Regions from separate parts of the Mus musculus genome. Here all the other regions are linked to region 2. Evidence: chromatin contacts called from public Hi-C and Micro-C data. All regions are on one chromosome and are shown on one strand. Each heading gives the region's core, a stretch centred on a gene start, on an enhancer-like site or on the middle of the called end of the contact. The rest is flanking DNA. Distances are from core to core; before and after follow the strand shown. Region 1 has its middle 190 kb from the start of Gm39905. Region 2 holds the start of Kif18a (kinesin family member 18A). Region 3 has its middle 260 kb from the start of Gm39905.

The links. A called contact is a pair of places that touch in the nucleus more often than the background predicts.
Region 1: a contact with region 2 is called in a Micro-C map of the HL-1 cell line, with 4 times the contacts expected there. The contact joins the enhancer-like site here to the promoter of Kif18a in region 2. A contact is called at or near these places in 9 of 39 promoter capture datasets (the 3T3-L1 cell line, the C10 cell line, cranial neural crest and 5 more), 11 of 484 Hi-C or Micro-C datasets (the AML12 cell line, the C2C12 cell line, the HL-1 cell line and 6 more), 10 of 115 datasets of contacts at active chromatin or transcription factors (the NIH/3T3 cell line, astrocytes, cardiomyocytes and 4 more) and 1 of 9 other capture datasets (pancreatic islet).
Region 3: a Hi-C map of Sertoli cells shows a contact between it and region 2, with 4 times the contacts expected there. The contact joins the enhancer-like site here to the promoter of Kif18a in region 2. A contact is called at or near these places in 2 of 39 promoter capture datasets (hippocampal neurons and liver), 1 of 484 Hi-C or Micro-C datasets (Sertoli cells) and 3 of 115 datasets of contacts at active chromatin or transcription factors (cardiomyocytes, extraembryonic endoderm stem cells and vascular smooth muscle cells).

Annotation. Positions count from the first base shown.
Region 1 is chr2:108,685,146-108,687,845 of GRCm38.p6, reverse strand. No RefSeq gene overlaps it. Among named protein-coding and RNA genes, the nearest start is that of Gm39905, 190 kb to the left of the region's middle. Within about 2 kb of position 1,300, at least 42 of the 459 cell types and tissues checked have an H3K27ac peak or open chromatin away from gene starts, as enhancers often do. A contact at or near this core is called in the AML12 cell line, the C2C12 cell line, the HL-1 cell line and 1 more, where this site is marked.
Region 2 is chr2:109,279,445-109,282,363 of GRCm38.p6, reverse strand. Kif18a (kinesin family member 18A) reads right to left here and starts at 1,626. Exons shown (of 17, transcript NM_139303.1): 1 at 1,471-1,626. It also overlaps a transcript of Mettl15 not described here.
Region 3 is chr2:108,622,172-108,624,871 of GRCm38.p6, reverse strand. No RefSeq gene overlaps it. Among named protein-coding and RNA genes, the nearest start is that of Gm39905, 260 kb to the left of the region's middle. Within about 2 kb of position 1,346, at least 57 of the 459 cell types and tissues checked have an H3K27ac peak or open chromatin away from gene starts, as enhancers often do. A contact at or near this core is called in Sertoli cells and extraembryonic endoderm stem cells, where this site is marked.

The DNA of each region.
Region 1 (2,700 bases), core at 51-2,550, 590 kb after region 2:
CCCAGCCAAATGATTGGTTTTCCAATAGAAATGCATCTAAAAAGAAACAAGGTATATGATTGATTAAAATAAGAAAGAATTGTTTGGTATAAATATTCTTATTAAAAGTCAGGGAAGGAAAGAGTACCAAAGACCAGATTCTGAAGCTGTATGAAGGGTGAGCACTGTTCTATTATTTACTGTTTATTATTGAGAACTTCCCACCATATGTGATTCCCTGAAAGTCATTTGATGAATGGCTGCAAACCATAACCCAACTTTTCCATATCCTCGCTGAGTGAGACCTAGGCATGAAAGCTGACTGAAGTTCTGACTAGTACTCATGCCTGACTGAAGTCCTGACTAGTAGTCCTGACTAGTACTCATGCCAGATGTGTTCCTTTCCCGGATTAGGTGACTTGACTTAATGATATATTTTTAGAAGACTAGAGTTATGAGTCAGATGACCTCAGATCATCATAGATGTTTATGCATTAGCTTTGCTGAATATGTTATTTACTTCTATTAGCATCTATTCCATTTTCTTTAAAATGAGACACATCTAACTTTACCTTCAACTTAAAAAATGTGTTAAAAGAATATGATAAGGGATACAAAGTGTTTAGTATACTGCCTATAAATTAATATTTAGCTATCATTTTGTGTTTCTTAACAGTATAATCATATCTTTTCTCCCAAGCCACTTAATAAGAGCTAACTTTGTTTATGAATTGACTGATAGGAGTGAATCAGTCTCAGAGCAAATCTTATGGACCAGATCAACCAAACACCTGGGTCTTGAATACCAGCTTTATCAATAAAGTTCGTCTCTAGATGGGAACCTAACAGAACCTGGCTTTCCCCTTTAGTGGAATATCCTTTTACCCTCTTACAAGGAGAGCCAGTGAATAACAGAGTAGAAAGTTTGCCTTTCCTGCTAGGGCAGGAGATTAATTTGCTGCGATACATGTGGGTTTCTCCTTTACCCATTCTCCATCTGTGATGTTCTGGCAAATGCCATTGGCCTAGGACTCAGGGCAGTATGTATACTACACATGCCCTCCTTACCAGTATCTCAATTACATTAATCCATGGAAATGTGGAAGGGCTAGAATTTAATAAAATTGTATTCATAGAACTTATTCCAGTAGCTTGTAAATTGTTAGCCTTTGAAGGCTAACCACCATACCTCAAGCTCTAGTGGCCTAAAGCTATCTGTTACTGCTTAACAACCTCCTACCACATATTCCTGCAGAGAATTGGCTTCCCTGATTTCTGTGGAGCCAGTTGGCTAAGTTCCAATTACTAGCTAGCTAAGGGTTTCCAGAGCACAGCTGCTCGGGATGGTCACATTTGTGCCCTTGTTATCAAAGGCCACACACTACTGAAGACCATATATGGGGAATCTAAGTTCTAGTCTTAAGTCTCCCACTCACTTCATTCCTCAGCTGGGTCAGTTAGGATCGCATATATAAAATTAAATAAGAGATGTAGACTAGATGGTCTTCAAAGGCCCCTTGAGCTTTAGCCACTAGTACAGCAGACCTCTTCTGAAGCTCTGAGCAGAGGTCTATGCTAGACCAATTGTGCTGGCCACTGTCTTCCGGGCTTGTCACACTCCTCATTTCCCCTCAAGTCCCTGTGGTATTTTGGCACAGAATGAGTCATCAGCTGGCTGTGGCATATATCCGGAAATGGACTGCCATCCTCTTTCCTGGCACAAAGGAGAACTGTGACTTTTTATATCCCCACCTATTGATTAATGGCACCTACTACATAAGAATTAGAATGGCTCTGGTCTCTTCGAGCAGCATTTATGAATACAAATCCTCTCCCTCTCTGCGACCTCAGATGAGTGTCACCCCGGAAAGGCTTTGGGAACACTTTAGAAAACTCCTCTCATGGACTGAAAGGTTCACAACCATTGTTTTCCTGCTCTGACTCATCTTTGAATCAGTAAATTAAATATGTATAACTTGTGAAGATTTCATTTTTATTAAAGCAAGGTGCTTTGCTGAGAAAATTCAAGATTTAGAAAGAGCCAGCTCTTCTCTCCTCTCTCCCACTGATTTCCTTTGTTTTGCAGGAGGGCTTTCAGAGAGCTGCTGCTTCTCTCTGGTCAGGTCTCTGCTTTGTAACAGGGTGACTTTGGGACTGTCATCTACTCTCCTGAGGGTCTGCCAACACCTGAGGATGCAGAGGCCTTCTTTGAAGTAAGTGATGGCTGCTTGTCTTTTGGGACCAGGGAAACCCCATAATGGCATTTGTACCATACTCTCTCACACTCTTTTCTGATGATCTTCCCACCTAGAATGTTCTCATCCTCCTTCTCCTTCCTGTCTGCCACATTAGCAAACCTGCATTGCACTCTTCCTTTCCCCAAGAAGATCAGTGTATCACCACGCAAAACCAACCTTCTTTGCTTACATTTTTATTTTTCTACCCAAATACATATACATGTATCATGATTCTCTCAATGATGAGATGCTTTTATGGCTTTCCTCAGTAGATTAGAGGATTTACCATTATACTATTTTCAAGATATATTATCATTATTTTTAAGTGTGTGTGTGTGTGTGTGTGTGTGTGTGTGTGTGCGCGTGCGCTCGTGTAAATAAATGCAGGTGCCTGTGTAGGCCAAAGGTATAAGGTCCCCCTGAGCTACAGTGACAGGTGGCTATGAGTTTCCTGGCACCAGTGCTGGGAACTGAATCCAGGTCC
Region 2 (2,919 bases), core at 377-2,876:
AGGAGTGAATTATGAAATGTAACTTGGTTTTTTTCCTTTTGTTTTTCTGATACCATACAGTAAGTATTCTTAATGAATATGATTGAAAGGCTTTCCCCAGGTCAGTATGGTGGTAACAGTGATGCTCACATGAGTTACTCTCTGCCAGGAACCATGGCAGACACTTCATACCCAAGTCATTCAACGCGCATAATAACTATGCAAGGTTGCCTCACATACGGAGGAACTTAGTAATGTTTCCAAATGTTATTACTAATATGACAGAAAGCGGACCCAGCTACAAATCCAAATCTCATGACTGAGAAAAAGAAAATGCTTCCAAACAGGTGTATAGAAGCACAATGACATAGCTACGAATTATTCCCAACTCAGGTAGAAAATTCTGATTCGACATGGTTTAGAACAGGGACCTTGCCTCATTTACAGTTTCTATCTGGCTTAAACCTTTCTGTCAGTCACTGATTTGACTGCCTTACTAACACGAGGGAAGATTATCAGTATTGGTGGTGGGCCAATTGTTTTTCTATTGCCTTTCATAGCATTAACAGCATAGTCAATTTATAGTGTCTATTGAAAAGTATAACTACAGTGGGACAAAATGCTCTTTAAAATAAAAAAATCTTAAATATCTGTAAATACTGGTTCAATGAGAATACCTCTCAAGGCAAATCATTCCTGCTGACTGAAATAGTTCTTTTCATACACTGAATTCAATAGCAAGTACTATTTATTAGCTCTGTGGGATTCATATTCTCTAACATCAAAGGTCAAGAAAACCTTCCAAAACCCAAGGTAGGAACTGGACAAAGTGGACTGATGTCACCAACAAAATTAGTTCTACTCCAGTAATCCCCATTCATATTATAATGAGCAACAGTCAGCATTGGCTTTTTTTGTACTAGGCAAGGCAAATGAGCTCCTGCTGAAAAGGCTGCAGAAACTGCAGGATTAGAGGCTGCTTTCTGGCCTCCTGGCACTTTTTTGTCTTTGTTTCTTTTTTTCCGTGACCTTCAGCATCACAGGTGAGCAGTCAGGGCCGGTTTTGCTTGAGGCTACAACTGGGCTCCAGACTGACCTGACAGCCTCTCTGCACAAAAGCTCCTCCCATGAAGTAAAGCCCAGAAGTCGCACACTCCCATGTGCAGCCCAAGCAGGACACTCTGAATTTGGAATCCGGAAGGAACCTCACGCTCTAGGAGGCTGAACTGTGAGCGTCCTCAGTTTAAGTCTGAGAAAGGGACCAGCTTCCCCTCGGGGTTCAGTGGCGAAGCCTAGAACCTCGGTGCTGAGAAAGGCTCGCCTTGTCATGCACACTCGGTAGCTCCGGGTCTTTCCAAGCCGCAATACCGAGGGGACCCTCGACCTGCATCGCCCGCCGAAAGCTAATTTGTCGCCTGACACCGGATCCTCCACTCCGGCGACCCTCGAATCAACCCACGCGTCCCCAGACACAGCGCCCACCTCACTCACCTACAAGAAGTGACCGTCACAACTTGGCAGAGTTGGCTTCCAGGCGCTCCAAACACAGCCACAAATTCAAACCCAAGCCAGCTTCCCCAGCTATCCATCTCATTGGCTGCCGTTCGGATGACGTCAGCACGTCAGACGTTTTCCTGAGCGACTCGCAGTTTGGCGCCAGAGGCTGGGCCTCAGATGCCGGAGGAGAAGTTACTTTCCTGGGCGTCGCCGTGGCAACGCGCGCGGTCGTTTCCGGCAGCCGTGACGGAGGTGGGCGGAGCTCGGGCGGCGGTGCAGGTGGGAAGCAGCCACCTGGGATATTTAGTATTGCCACAGTCCTAGGGTCTGGGGTGCCCTGGGCTTTGGGTGATGTTTCTCTTAGGGGGAGAGGCGGAGTCTGCGGGCCTGTAAAAGGGCCTGGGTTATTTTGTCCTTTTTCCCTTTCTGATTAGTCAAGTTCCCAAGGATTAGGACTCAGGCTTTGGAAGGTATGGTGCCTCCATGTGAATTAATTACAAGTCCCAAGTCTTCTTTTGTCAGGGTTTCCTGGCCTGCTCCCGTTATTACTGATTAAAAATATTTGGTATTTGCGAAAATATTTGCTATTTGCCAGCATTTAACATGCTCCAAGTATGACCTTACAAACTAAAAATCACTTAAATATATTGGCCTAGTCACATTATTGGATCATGGGCTTCTTGTTTCAGATTGCATTATTTCTGAATGTATACATTAGAAAGAAAAATGCATTAAAAACATAGGGAATATTAAAAAATTGGCAGGGTATTTTATATTTGTATTGTTGGCTAGGCAAGCCTTTTATCAGTTGACATTCTCAACCCTTTAGAAAAATTTAGTAGTACGATCTGAATTACATTGTTATTGTTTATATGACTCTATTTAGTAAGCAACTCTTACTTGCAGATTTTAGGAGCATATTAGTACACACTGAAGTCAGCATCCCTTCCCTCCTGGAGTTTAGATTTCTGTAAAAATAGGATGTTACAGGGCAGAGGATTTATGCATGTGTCTGTCTATTGTCTATCTATCTATCTATCTATCTAATCTATTTTATATTTTTAAACAAGGTCTTGCCCAGTAGTCATGGCTGGCCTGGAACTTGCCATGTAGACACAAATGGGCTGGAACATATAGAGATCTTCTTGCTTCTGCTTCCTGTGTGCTGAGATTAAAGGCATAGGCCACCACACCCAGCAGTGCAGAGTACTATTAGTCACATTTTTACGTTGAAATCCCATAGATTATGATTATGTCTTAAATCTACTGAAGAAAATCAGGAGAGTTGCAAATTATACATTATTCTTTGTTTTATGAATTTTTTCTGAGCCCTGGAGAGTGCGTCAATAAAGTGACTACTTATTTCTTATTATAGTATATGTACCAACTAATGCCATCATCATTTTTGTGACATTGGTTTGGTAATAAAAATGAGGAGAGTTT
Region 3 (2,700 bases), core at 97-2,596, 660 kb after region 2:
GAGTAAGTGAGCTTGCTGTCAGAAAGGACAGTTCAGGGAAATGTCCCAAGTAAATCTAGGGATCCATAAAGTTAGAAAGTTTAGTACATAGCCATGAAATAGATGAGTAAATAACACTTATCTTTTTCTTTAGCTATCTGTCACATAGCTAGATTATACTTGTGTGTCTCACAACATTTAGTAGTAACTTTATATTTATCTACTTACTTAATATTCAATGGAGACTCATATATTTGGTTTTTAGTCTTTGTTTAATGATAAAGAAAGAAGCTCAAAGCATTAAGTAGCAGCTATAAATTGCTCAAGTTGGGCTTAGACCCTGTCCTGTCTAATTTAAACTTACACCCATAGTCACTCTTTCAAGATGATGTAGTAATTGTTTTTATTGTTTTGGGATATATTTTTCTATTTTTTTAACAAGATACTAAGTTACCTTGTTCAGATGAAGAGTTTATGTGTCTTCCAAAACCTCTTTTGTATTCTAATCTAGCCAAATACTATTATTTCCTAGCAAAATAGAAAGTTAACATTGCTTTTATATTTTCCATTTTATTAAAACTAATATTACATTGACCTTCTGTAAAATTAGGGATAGATTATGTTTAAATTTCTAAAATAGTGTCAATTTCATTTGTTTTAAGTAAATATATATTGCTAAATCTATTAAACTGAGCACACATTTTTACAATACCACATTTCTGCCATCATTTTAGACTGAGTAGATTATCAAATTTTTCAGGTAAAGCTGTTGAATGAAGACAGAGGCCATAATTTTCCTGACCATTAACATGTTTTCCTGATAGAGAATAAGGTCATAGTTGCTGAACAGCCAGAATCATGTCTTCTAAGAACTGACTCAGATTGGTGTATCATTCCATGCAAATGAGTAAGTAGACAGCAGTACAAGAAAATATGAATGAGTTATCTTAGCTTGAATCGTTTTCTAAAGTAGAATTTATGAACCCATTTCCTATGTTGTTTCTAAGATGAACAATTAAGGTAGAGTTAGTCTGACTGCTAAAAAGAAGGCCTCGTACCAATAAACAGTAGATTACATTAGTCTGGACAGTGAGGTTATACTAGCTTGCTGGTTTTGTGTTTGTTTGTTTTTGTTTTTCTTAACAGGAACTAGATATAGAATTAACATTTTATGTTACTATTCTAGTTCAAACCATAGTAGTTTCTTAGGCTATCAACCTTTAACTCATTCCAAACTTGTTATTATGGAAAGGGATTTGATTTTTAGTTTCCCAGTAAGAAAGACTGGGAGATAAAGGTTAAGCTTCGGACAACATGATGATATAGGGATTTAGGCTGGAATGTGGTCTGAGTGCCCGGGATTCCGTTTTCACCCCTCAGATTAGTGCTTTCCAATGTGAAATGTCTGCTCCCTCATCACAGGAACCTCATAGTTTACGAGTTAGAGCTTGTTCATTTATGAAGCAAAATAGAACTGCGTAGCTTGGCCACATATCAATTCCTGTGTTACAGTTTCCCCTTTGTCCAATGGCTGGAGAAGGACCTGCCTAAGATTTGTCTCTCCTCTGACAATGGGAAAAGATGTGTTTGATCTACAGATACATGATTTTCTAAAATCTGGTTTAAAGAACCACCCTCCCCTTATTTTTCAGCACAAAATATCCACCTTAGTATTTAATCCTTATGGTTTTTTCCAGTGTTGTTTGAACTGCTTCATATGAGTACTTACATTCAAGCACACTCTTGTTTTGCTTTTATTTTGCATACTCTTCTAAGTCTGTGCTTGCTTGACCTTCATTGTTAAGCCTTCACATACCAGTATTAGTGGGAGACAATGGCAAAGTCTGATGCGCTAACTTCTACTGAAAGCTGCTTCCCTTCCCCCATGTCATACTGCCCTTCCTGGGGAAGGTAAAGAGAGCCTCCCTGGTTTAATCACCACATTCCACAAGGGGAGATGTCACTTCACTAGCTTTCCTTTCTGTGCCAGGAAATCAGCTCAAAGTATTTTTCTTCAGATAAGTGAACATGCTTGTCATAGCTTACTTATGCCTGTTAAATCTTTCTATGAAATATTTTACAGGGAAATATGTAAATATTTTGACGGCTTGTGCCATTCTGTTCAGACTGCTTTATAGATTACACATAGAGCCCAAATGAAACAGGAAGGGAAAGCAAGAAGAAATGTCTTAATGCGGCATTTTTTCATTAATAAAGACAGGGGGATCAAAGGATGTTTCTTTATAAATGGACTCTTAATGTAAACACACAGGAAGAATGATATATAACCCCGGGCTGGCCCCAAGTGATGCTGGTATAAAGGAACTACACAGTGAGTTTCCAGTCCAGTATGTCCTCCTACCTCCTCCTGGCAGCTAATATGGAGTCTCCTCTATTAACTCCTTAGGAGTGTAAGGTTTGCAAAATGTACATTAATAGAAATTTTATATATAATAAGATTTTACTGATTAATTGGATTTTAGATGAAAAAAGTCTACAAACTATTACTATATTTCAGAATTTTATGACATTCTTTAATTGATTACAAAGTATAGTCTGTAGGTCTGACCATTCTCAATGTAGCTGGGCAGGGAAAAGGGAGAATTTTACCTTGTCTTTCATATTAAATGGGTAAAATCAAGTCTCATTATAACTTTAGCTATTTACTTTTACTTTCTTGTGGTTATCAAAACAGAGTAAACATCAAAATGTAGCCATGTC